Regions from separate parts of the Sus scrofa genome. Here all the other regions are linked to region 1. A link is a contact called in public Hi-C and HiChIP or PLAC-seq data. All regions are on one chromosome and are shown on one strand. Each heading gives the region's core, a stretch centred on a gene start, on an enhancer-like site or on the middle of the called end of the contact. The rest is flanking DNA. Distances are from core to core; before and after follow the strand shown.

Region 1 (2,747 bases), core at 180-2,679:
CCAAATATAAAGAAACCATAAGGGACTAAAAATAACTACACGCATGCAGTTGAGGCAAATTACCAACAAGATTCAAAAAGACCAAAACCTAATAGCCACTTCTGAGGAGGCAGAAGCAAAAGCAGGGCACTGTGCATGCACTCTGCACACAGCACCACCAAGGGGGCAGACCACCAGATCCCTAGACTCACCCTTATCCCCACCACCTCCTCAGGGAGCAAGCAAGGGCAGCTGTTACTTGTTTTCCTACCTCCTGCTGCAGTACCGGTGCCAATAAAGCCTTGACTAAATTTGTCTGGCCTCTCATCAATTTGTATTAACGAGGTCAAAAACCCTTGTCAGTAACAGAAGGGTACACCTGAACTAAATTTGGACTTTTATTTCTTTCATTCCCCCGTTTGCCTAACAATAGTATAATTAATCTATCATCGGTTTGGAGAATGTTATTTCTCTATTATCATATTAAGAGACATTTTTAGATATGCTATGGACTTACAAAATATTATTATAATTTCTGCAGTGAACCTGTGTTAAGTTAATTTTAAGAAAAGACAACCTCAGACCTTGAGTATAATTTGCCCGGAACAAAACAAGGAAGATTTTGTTAAGGATGGCAAAGAGAGAGAAGCTAAAGAAAGAGGGGCTAAGAAAGGGCTAGTGAAGAACCGTGAAGCTCCTCAAGAGGTGGTAGGAAATGGGCTCCATAGCCCAAGCGGAGGGAAGCGCCTAAAGGAGTAAAGGGGGGAAACTTAAGGACAAGAGGCAGACAGACTGAGGACAGAAGTTGAGAAAGTTAGTAAAGACACATTTGATTCCACAATTTACTGTGCCCAAACCCGTCCCAAGCACTGGGTTCCAGCAAGGGCAGAAGCCGGGCCGGGCGCCCATATAACTCGAGTAGCTCAGGAAAGAGGCGAGCGGGAACTGGGACCGAGGAAGGAGAGGCCGCCACGGTCAGGGGAGAACCACAGGGTCGCTTAACTGCTGACGGGTATATAGGCCACCAGCAGAGCCCTCTAAGCACGCGCGCTTTGAGCGGCGCCGGAAATGTCGCCACGCAGCCGGGTGTCCCCTTCAGCCAATGGACGCGCCGTGCGCCCCGCAACGGGGACCTGCGCGGCACCTGGGGAGAAAAGGCGGGAGGCCCGTAAAGCTGGAGAAGGGACTGTCCCTCTACGTTATTACGCGTGTTACCAGAACAAGGTATTTGTGGAGGGCGTCTCCTCCAGCCTCTCTTCCGCTGGTTAACCAAATTCAGGGACACCACGCCTTCAATCCGAGGACCGCCCCACGCTCGCGGCTGCCCTCAGTAAATATGGCGGAGAGGAGCGAAGAAAAGTCGGAAGTTAGCAGTGTGGGAGGAGCCGGCAGGGGGCGTGTCGAGGCCTGTCCTAGATACGGAGGGGTCCGGATGGGCGTGGCCACCCTCAGGTACTGGGTTTTAGATCAATGAAGTGCACGCAACGCAGGGAGCTGCGTCCCTCCGTCGTCTCTTGGAGGCGGGTCACTAAAGGCCCCGCCCTCGTCCAGTTATCTCCGTCTTGAAGGTATCCCCTGAATCTCCGAGATTTGGCCGGAGTTGGGCAGTGGACATCCAGCTCCTCCGCAGTCCCTAGTGGCGATGGAGGACGCCCAGGAGAACCCCGCGGAGTCTAGCTCCTCTGCCCCCGTGTCCGAAGAGCCTGCCAGCTTGGCCAGGGGCTCCCAGGTGTTGCCTCCAGAGGAATCGACGGTCTGCACCCGACCTCTGGAGGCGGCCCCCAAGAAACTTTGTGGATATTTAAGCAAGTTGGGAGGCAAAAGGCCCATCCGGGGTTGGAAATCCCGCTGGTTTTTCTACGACGAGAGAAAATGTCACCTGTATTATTCGCGGACCGCACAGGATGCAAACCCCTTGGACAGCATCGACCTCTCCTGTGCGGTATTTGACTGCAAGGCGGACGCCGAGGAGGGGACTTTCGAAATCAAGACCCCCAGCCGGACTATTACCTTGAAGGTAAATGATGCAATTTTCTCCTTTTCAGCACAGCGGGGTGCAAGTGAGTGGTCACAATAAACTTACTGTAACTATAATCACCGACCCCAAACACCCCTGTGAACCCTGGGTTCACAGGGTCTTGTGCTTTACAAAGGGCATTCACACTCATTTCCTCATTGTGTTCCCATAACAAAGGCCCACATGATATACGCATATTACGGATCAAGTAATTGAGTCATAGGAGTTCCCGTTGTGGCGCAGTGGTTAACAAATCCGACTGGGAACCATGAGGTTGCGGGTTCAATCCTTGGCCTTGCTCAGGGGGTTGAGGATCCAGCGTTGCGTGAGCTGTGGTGTAGGTCGCAGACGCGGCTCGGATCCGGCGTTGCTGTGCCTCTGGTGTAGGCGGGTGGCTACAGCTCCTTATTAGACCCCTATCCTGGGGACCTCCATATGCCGCGGGAGCGGCCCTAGAAAAGGCAAAAAGACAAAAAAAAAAAAAAAAAAAAAAAAAAATTGAGTCATAAAGAGATGAAGTGACTGGTCCAAGGTCACACAACTAAAAAGTGGTGTAGCCCACACTTGGAATCCCGTGGGTTTTCTACCTCTCAGCACTTGATCAAAACTTTTACTTTTGGGTGTGGCTAATAATGCAGTTGCCTTAACTTTTTTACTTCGGGTTGAAGTATAATCAAGATATGAGCTTTGCTGCCCTCTCTCAAGGCATGACTTCTGAATCACGTTTCTTTTTATTTCTTAACTTTTAAAA
Region 2 (2,747 bases), core at 92-2,591, 210 kb after region 1:
ACCGAGGGGCCAACCTCCCGGGCAGGGGCCCCCGGGCTCCGCCGCCGCGGCGCGGGGGGGAGGGAGAAGCCGCTTACGCCACAACTGCTAGCTCGGGCCGAGCGCGGCCTGCATTTGGAGACCGGGACTGGGGAAGGCCTGGGGGTCGAAAGGGGCGCGAGAGATAGGTAGACAAAGTTTTATTTTTAGGCTTGAAAAATGGCGGGAACCGACTCCTTTTTTCAAACTTGGCCTCGGGAGGGGCGTCGGTTGCGCCACCTCCGCCACCCGGGCTCGCCCCTCCCCAGCTCGCGCGCGCCAGGCCGCGCCCGCCCAAGCCCCCCGGCGCCCGAGGGGGCTTCCTGTCCCCCTTGGAGGCAAAGAACCCTCTGTTCGTCCTTCCGCTCCCGTCCTGGCCGGACCGGCGCCAACCGCGAGACCTGGCTGGAGGAGCCTCCTGCTCCGCCCGAGCCCCCTCCCGGGCCGGCCGGGGGCACGCGGAGGCCGGCCTGGCCCGCAGCGGGCCCAGTCCGGACTGGCAGCGCGGCTCCTCCGTAGGCCCGGCCTCCGCCCGGCCGCGCATCTCGGGAGGCTGCAAACATGGCTCCCAGCGTTACACAACCCCCTCCTCCCTCTCTTGCCGCCGGCCACACGCACACGCGCTCCTTCGGGAAAGGACCCCGGCGGGCGAAGAGCTCAAAGTTTGCTTTCCCCCACCCCACCGCCTTCCCTGGACGGCCGCAGGGGCCCGCGGGCGCCAAAGAGTTAATCCCGCGCGCTCGCTCCCCCCTCCGCGCCCGCCCGCCTGCCCGCCCGCCTTTCCCGTCCGAGCCCGCGAGCTGCGCTCTTGCCCGCGCCGGGGTCGGCGAGCCCGCGTCTGGGACCCCGCAGGTGGCCACCATTACATGCAAGTCATCGGGGGGAGAGGGAGCCCGAAGGGGATTCTGCTTACAGCTGCCGGGGTCCGGTTCCTCAGCTCCAGGTGGATTCTCTTCTTCATGTCCATGTTTCCCTCTTCCCCCCTCTTCAAACTTAACTTTCCGCAACGGGGGCGGAGGGGGGAGAGGCTCCCAGCCTGCGCAGCGAGGGCCGTCGGAAGGGGTCTGCTCGAGGCAGAGGCCGGCGGCGCGGTCCGGGGCGGCTGGCGGCGTGCGGGCAGGAGAGCGGAGCCCCCGGAGCCAAGTTACTCACGGGAGCGGAGAGAAACCATGGAGGGAAAAGGGGGCTGGAGCGCAGCGCTGGTCTCACTACCGCCGCCCCCGGCCGCGGCTCCGCACTGCGCTTAAACCGGCGACGCGGCGCGGGTGGCTGCTCGGCTCGACTCGGCCCCGCGCGGCGCCGCTCGGCTCGGCAGCCGCGGTGCACCAAGGACGGGGCGGGGAGAGGCGCGGCGGGAGGGGCGGAGGCTGGGGGGGAAAAGGCGCAGCCCGGGGGACAGGAGTGGCTTCTTCCCGCCCTCCGGTCGCACGTGGGGTGGCTGATGTAAGACCCACCTCGGGGGCTTCCCCGCCCGTCCCCCAGCTGAGACCTTGGGTCTTTCCTCGACGCGCCTGGAGACAGGTCTCCAGCCCGCGCTTGGAAGTCGGCCGAGCGGGCTGCGGGGAGACTTTGCGGTCGGTCTTGGGAGCTCTCTAAGGCCAAGCCCTCGCGCCGAGCCTCGGCCAGGCCAACCCGACACCGGCGAAGGCGGCAGACTTGAGAGCGCGGGACCGGGGCTTTCGGGGTCACCTCCCGCTCCCCTCCAACTACAGCATGGGGCCAACAGCACGAGACCTGTGTTTCCTTGGCCAAGTGGGGCTGGAAGTGCTGTGAGGACCCCCGTTGGGGGGCAGAATCGCTGCCGGCCCGCGCTGTAGCGCGTGGCACTTGGCGGAGTCGGCCATTGAGACCGATGGGGACGGGGTAGCCCCGGCCGCTTGCTCAAACCGCAGAGATGCGAGCGTTCCAGAGTTCGGGAGAATCTCCCTGGGTTTTCTAACATTAAGTATAGGCTAGTGGAGGCAGTAATTAGCATTTCTAATGGAGCCTCGAAGTTTACCGAGGTTCCTCAAGACTTTTATCTCCTTTATTTTTAAGGGCACCCCTCTGAGGTGTGTGGATTCTTGTTGGTCTCCAATTCGGGGAAGCTTGGCAGGTAGCTTTTGTCATGGGCTGCCTCAAAAAGCTCCCTGAGAGACAGGGTTAGAGCACTAAGTCGGTTTTGCAGACCTCTGGGGAGTAATATGAAGTTACATTCATCTTAAAATAAGTACATAGTCACGTGTCAAATCAGATACCATCTTAATTCTAGTATAGAGAAGAAGCTCCAAGATTGAGAACAATTTAGGAATAGAGAAAAACAACTCTATGGCATTACCATAAGTTTTTCTTAAAGTTAAGACTCCTCTCTTTCACCTAAGTTCATTTAGTGGCAAACAAAACTATATCGATTTTTAAAATATCAGATGCATGAAAATGTCAAAGCAGAAAATTTTCAGGAGGGTTATGGAAAAAGGCAAAAACTTTCTAGTATGTAGTTCCCTTGTATTTTAAATGTTAGTCTTAGCAGACATTTTTGTGATGGGGAAATGGTGAGGGCAGTGCTCTTCAGGATGTCGCACGAGGTCTGTAACTAAGGTTATGAGAACCACAAGACTATGAGATGAAGGCTTTTACGAAAAACTAAACTTAGTTCCATGAGCTAACAAGCAATTCGTGTGCATCCACTTTTAGGGCTTAATATGTTCTTTCAGTCATTGCACAAATGAGGAACTGAAGCCATGGGGCCA
Region 3 (2,747 bases), core at 169-2,668, 170 kb after region 1:
AGCATTACCTTGAGGTGTGGTATAGGTCGCAGATATCTCAGATCCCTCGTTGCTGTGGCTGTGGTGTAGGCCGGCAGCTACAGCTCCGATTTGACCCCTAGCCTGGGAAATTCCACATGCTGCAGCTGTGGCCCTTAAAAAGAAAAAAGAGGAGTTCCCGTCGTGGCGCAGTGGTTAACGAATCCGACTAGGAACCATGAGGTTGCGGGTTCCGTCCCTGCCCTTGCTCAGTGGGTTAACGATCCGGCGTTGCCGTGAGCTGTGGTGTAGGTTGCAGACGCGGCTCGGATCCCGAGTTGCTGTGGCTCTGGCATAGGCCGGTGGCTACAGCTCCGATTCAACCCCTAGCCTGGGAACCTCCACATGCCGCAGAAGCGGCCCAAAGAAATAGCAAAAAGACCAAAAAAAAAAAAAAAAAAAAAAAAAAAAAGAAAGATGGAGTGAGCCACCTCTAAATCAAGGAATCACAGCACAGACCTCATACTGGGGCTGGGGTCACAACAAACAACATGACAACACCCCCCTCCCCCGCCCCGTCCCTCAGAGGGCTCACGGTCCAACAGAGAGAAAAGTTTGAATAGACAAGAACAGGCAAATCAACGGGAACAATCACAGGAGACCAGCTTTATGGGGGGAGGGGGGTTGGACAGAAAGGATCCAAGAGAAGGGGGAGCATGAATGTTTATTAACATCTTATCACTAATAGCTAGCATTCATTGAGTCCTATTTGCCAAGTACTGTGCTAAGAGATTTTCATGAGTTATCTCACTTGAGCCTCCCAATTCTACGAGGTAAGTATAAGGGATGGCAGGTGAGCAACACTTGCAGCAACTTCCAGGAACTTTCTAAAAGTAATTCACTGTCGCTGAAAGACGTCCGAGGTGAAAAATGATAGGAAAGAAGGGTCCAAGACATTAAGGTCTTGAAGGCTATGTTAAAGGGTTTCAACTCTACCCATGAATAGTGGGTAGCTTCTGAGGGTGTCAGGTGAGGGTACGACCTGATTAAATCTGTTTTTCGGGAAGATTATTCTGCCACCAGAAGAGGGCGAGAGAGGCCAGGTTAGGGGTCAATTGCAGCAATGCAAACAAATCAGGAGGGTAGCAGAAAGATGAAGATTCGAAACATTTGGAAGTCGCCAGGCCGGGTGCAGGGCACCAAGTGGCAGAAAGAAGGAGGACGGTCCCGGGGTCCGCAGCCCCGCCCACCCATGCCCAGGCCACTCTTCCCCAGGCCCCGCCCTCTCTCGGCACCCTGCGCCCTGGTCCTCTAGACGCTCCCCTCACCTTGGCCATACGGATCATGCGCTTGGCCACATCCAGGTCGCCCTGGTGGTTCTGGCCTATCTCCGCAATGATGAAGCATGGGTGCTGCCCGCCCACCCAGCGTCCGGGACACAGCTCCAGCTCCAGCGGCATGGCAGCGGCTTGTGCTCTCGTGCGGCACCACCCGCCTAGTTACCGCCGCCGCCACCTCCCTTCTGTTCAGTCTGCAGCCTAGCTGGGCCCACTCGGAGGCCCCGCCACGTCAGCCAGCGGCCGCCACGCAGCCAATCAACGAGCTCTGCCTCGTTCCCGACAGCCAATCAAGTCAGGGGGCGGAGCCACCCGCTGGGAGAGACGTGCCACAGGAAGAGAAAGCCTAGCGCTGTTCTATTGAGTTCGGCGTGTGACTCATGGGCAGGAGGCGCAATCCCTGACAGCGATGGGGTCCCTGCATGCACCCTTGAGCAAACATTCCTGTAAGGAGGCTGACGGCTGCCTTGGGCGTGGAGAGAGTCCGCCCTACGGTGTAATGGAAAAAAACGGATTCAGGGGTTGGAATTAACAGAGCTGGTTGGAGTCCAGCTCCTGCCACTAACCAACTCTTTATCATGAATACCTAGTCTTTCTGAGCATTATTATTATTATTATTGTTGTCTTTTTAGGGCCGCACCCGCGGCATATGGAGGTTCCCAGGCTAGGGATGAATCAGAGCTATAGCTGCCAGCCTACACCACAGCCACAACAATACCATCCAAGCTGCATCTGCGACCTACACCACAGCTTAAGGCAATGCTGGATCCTTAACCCACTGAGCAAGGACAGGCATCGAACCTGCATCCTCGTGGATACTAGTCGGATTTGTTTATGCTGAGCGGCGACAGGAACTCCCTGAACATTATTTTCCTTTTTCTCTTAAATTGGAAAATTATATAGACCCTACCTTCCAAGTTTGGTCAAGTGATGATGAGATACTGATCACAGTACCTGGCCTGTAGTAAGCTTTCAATAAGTGGTTGCCAGTCCTATTATGTGAGAGGCAGCAAGTCCAAAAAGTTCCATTGACTTGTCCAAAGCCATCCAGAAAACCAGAGTGGAGCTGCGATGAGGACCCTGGACTACCTCCCAGCCTAAGGCCCTTGCAGTGCATTATACTGGGTTGCAGACAAAGTTGAGAAATAACCAGTTTGAAGGAAAAAATAACACTTGATTCCCAGCTCCACTTGCCAGAACTAATGAGCAGAGTAACAATGTTAAAAACGGAGAGGAGGAGGCACTTCTGGGTGGAAGGGCAGAAGGGTAGCTTTGGGACACGTGGGTATAAACATGCAGGTGAAAATGTCCACAAGACAGGTCTGAGGCTTAGAGTAGAGGTCAGGGCTGGAAAGAGTGATCTGGGAGCCATTCAGAGTGAGGAAAGCCCGAGGATAAGTTAGACTCCTGAGGAAAGGGTGCAGAGGGATGAGCAATGGAGGACTGAGCCTT
Region 4 (2,747 bases), core at 82-2,581, 130 kb after region 1:
AACATTATTTTCAGTAACACTTTTTTAAAAACTCAGATTAAATCTAACAAGAGATGTACAAAAACTCTCTACAGAAAACTCCAGTGTTGTCAAGAAGATCATCTGGGAGTCTCTATTAAAGCTGAACATCCATATGCCTTAAGACCTAGACTTTTCTTTAATTGCATGTCTACATATGTGTATAATGCAACAAGAACTGTTATTGGGAGTTTAAATCATTGCCACTGTTATGGAAGACAATTCAGCAATATTTACCAGAGGCCTTAAAAACACAACCATCCCAACTGACTCTGTAGCGGCCAGCCTATGCCACAGTCACATGGGATTCAAGCTGAGGCTGTGACCTGCACCACAGTGAAGCCAGGGATGGACCCGAGTCCTCATGGACACTAGTTGGGTTTGTTACTGCTGAGCCATGACAGGAGCTCCCCAGCAATTCATCATTTAGGAACATATCCTACATAAATAATGAGATACATAAAGATGCATTCGTATTAGTGTTCTCAAAAGCTTTTTTGAAGGCCTAAATATTTTCTAAAGGTGGGAGAGGGGCTGGGTTAAATTATAGTTCATCTGTACATCAAAATCTTTTCTTTTTTTTTTTTTTTTGTTGTTGTTGTTGCTATTTCTTGGGCCGCTCCCGAGGCATATGGAGGTTCCCAGGCCAGGGGTCGAATCGGAGCTGTAGCCACCGGCCTACGCCAGAGCCACAGCAACGCGGGATCTGAGCCGCGTCTGCAACCTACACCACAGCTCACGGCAACGCCGGATCTTTAACCCACTGAGCAAGGCCAGGGACCCAACCCGCAACCTCATGGTTCCTAGTCGGATTCGTTAACCACTGCGCCACCACGGGAACTCCTGTACATCAAAATCTTAAGGTCACCATTAAAATGTTTTTATAAAAGAATATTTGATGTGGTAAAGTGTTCATAAATACATCAGTAAATTTAAAAAGCAGATTACCCAACAGCCTGTATGGTATGATACCAATGTTAAGGAAAACTATTAAAGGGCAAGTAAAAAAAAAAAAAAAAGGGAAGGATATTACAATCAGGTGTAAAGGGTGATAGGATTTTTTAAATTCAATTTTTAGAAACTGGCAACAAATTCTATGGTGCAAAATTCAAGCGGCACAACGCGTGTGCAGTCAAATGTTCTCTCCTTCCCGTGTAGCCGCAGTTCAGAGGCAATCGGGGTTAAAAGGGTGGCTTTCCACCTTTCCACGGGAGACTTCCGTGTTTTCCAGTTTTCTACCGCGAACCTGTGCTGGGCTAGCAGGGTCTGTCTCCAGGGGGGGCGGGGCGTGGATACGGCCCCGCCCACCAGGCGTGGCCCGTTTTCCCCGCCCCTGCAGACGCGCGCACGCCCACGCTGGAGCCGGACACGATGCACGCGCGCCTGCGCCTCTCCGCAGACCGCTTGACCGTGCGCTGCGGTCTCTTCGGCCGCCTGGGGCCTACGCCTACGCTGTGTTTCGACTCGCTGTGGCAAGTGCTGGGCCGCGACTGCTTCGCCGCCGGCCGCCACTACTGGGAAGTGGATGTACAGGAGGCGGGCATCGGCTGGTGGGTGGGCGCGGCCTACGGCTCCCTGCGGCGCCGCGGGGCCTCGGCTGCTGCCCGCCTGGGCTGCAACCGCCAGTCCTGGTGCCTCAAACGCTATGACCTTGAGTACTGGGCCTTCCATGACGGGCAGCGCAGCCGCCTGCGGCTCCGCGACGATCCCGACAGGCTCGGCGTCTTCCTGGACTACGAGGCCGGCGTCCTCGCTTTCTACGACGTGTCGGGCGGCATGAGCCACCTGCACACCTTCCGTGCTGCTTTCCAGGAGCCGCTCTACCCGGCCCTGCGGCTCTGGGAAGGGGCCATCAGCATCCCCCGACTGCCCTAATGGCCCAGACCTGCGTGACCTGCGTGCCTGCCTCTCCGAGGCTCTGGTCTCACCGGATCCAGACGTGGCTAGTCTACTTCCTCTCTATGCATTCCACTCCCCCACCAGTCATGGCCTGTGCTTTGAACAGTTCCTCTCCAAGATGGGTTAGTTTCAAACAAGCCCTAAACACATGTCCTCTGCTGCTGCTCTCTCACCCAACCTCCCCTGGTCGTATAACCAGGGCACTTATACTACACTGCTTTTAGTCCAGGTTCCCGAAGGGACACACCCATAGTTGAGACCTAATCATCCTGACCATGTCAGAATACATTATGCTCAGCCCCAGATCATTCTCCCCCCTACAGCACCCAGAACGCCTGGCACATGGTAGGCACACAATAAATGTGTGAATGAATGAGAGTCGCTAAGACTCTTCTATCCCTTAACCTCAGTTGGATCGGCTTCCTCCTCTTTATTCTACTTCAGCCTGTCCATGTCACCTCCCTTAGGAGCAGCTGCAAGGGCTTAACACCTGGAGGTCTGAACCCCTTTCCCTGTGCATCCTCCACCCTACAGCCTGAGTGACTTGCCTGAAACCTCACTTAACCTCTTAGAACTATCAAAAGATTCCCAAGATCTATAGGGGAGAAAAAAAGCACTTTACCTTAGCATTCAAGGCTTTTCTAGTCCGCCCCAAACTACTTATCCTCACCTAGCTCCGACTGCTCTTCTCAGAGACCCTCCAGTCAGAACTGTGTGTCACACAGTTCCACCTCTACACCCTTGCCGTCACACAAACATAGAGGAAAGCCTTTTCTTCCTTTTGCCTGTCTTCCCTGGGCTTAAGTGCCCCAAGACTTCTCCCCAGGCCA

Evidence for each region. A called contact is a pair of places that touch in the nucleus more often than the background predicts. HiChIP or PLAC-seq counts read pairs in DNA pulled down with a chosen protein or histone mark.
Region 2: a contact with region 1 is called in an H3K27ac HiChIP or PLAC-seq map of alveolar macrophages. The contact joins the promoter of ANP32B here to the promoter of TBC1D2 in region 1. A contact is called at or near these places in 1 of 5 promoter capture datasets (liver), 1 of 47 Hi-C or Micro-C datasets (heart right ventricle) and 1 of 2 datasets of contacts at active chromatin or transcription factors (alveolar macrophages).
Region 3: a contact with region 1 is called in an H3K27ac HiChIP or PLAC-seq map of alveolar macrophages. The contact joins the promoter of NANS here to the promoter of TBC1D2 in region 1. A contact is called at or near these places in 8 of 47 Hi-C or Micro-C datasets (alveolar macrophages, blood, embryonic fibroblasts and 3 more) and 1 of 2 datasets of contacts at active chromatin or transcription factors (alveolar macrophages).
Region 4: a Hi-C map of fetal skeletal muscle shows a contact between it and region 1, with 2.7 times the contacts expected there. The contact joins the enhancer-like site here to the promoter of TBC1D2 in region 1. A contact is called at or near these places in 1 of 5 promoter capture datasets (liver), 22 of 47 Hi-C or Micro-C datasets (alveolar macrophages, blood, embryonic fibroblasts and 13 more) and 2 of 2 datasets of contacts at active chromatin or transcription factors (alveolar macrophages and skeletal muscle).

The regions. Positions count from the first base shown.
Region 1 is chr1:240,048,609-240,051,355 of Sscrofa11.1, reverse strand. It overlaps TBC1D2 (TBC1 domain family member 2A), which reads left to right and starts at 1,429. Exons shown (of 16, transcript XM_021066519.1): 1 at 1,429-1,996. The coding sequence starts at 1,622.
Region 2 is chr1:239,840,656-239,843,402 of Sscrofa11.1, reverse strand. ANP32B (acidic leucine-rich nuclear phosphoprotein 32 family member B) reads right to left here and starts at 1,341. Exons shown (of 7, transcript XM_021066477.1): 1 at 932-1,341. The coding sequence starts at 985.
Region 3 is chr1:239,880,655-239,883,401 of Sscrofa11.1, reverse strand. It overlaps NANS (N-acetylneuraminate synthase), which reads right to left and starts at 1,418. Exons shown (of 6, transcript NM_001185139.1): 1 at 1,287-1,418. The coding sequence starts at 1,418.
Region 4 is chr1:239,917,850-239,920,596 of Sscrofa11.1, reverse strand. It overlaps TRIM14 (tripartite motif-containing protein 14), which reads left to right. Exons shown (of 6, transcript XM_003122031.4): 6 at 1,358-2,747. The coding sequence ends at 1,893. Among named protein-coding and RNA genes, the nearest start is that of TRIM14, 26 kb to the left of the region's middle. Within about 2 kb of position 1,331, at least 62 of the 83 cell types and tissues checked have an H3K27ac peak or open chromatin away from gene starts, as enhancers often do. A contact at or near this core is called in alveolar macrophages, embryonic fibroblasts, fetal liver and 7 more, where this site is marked.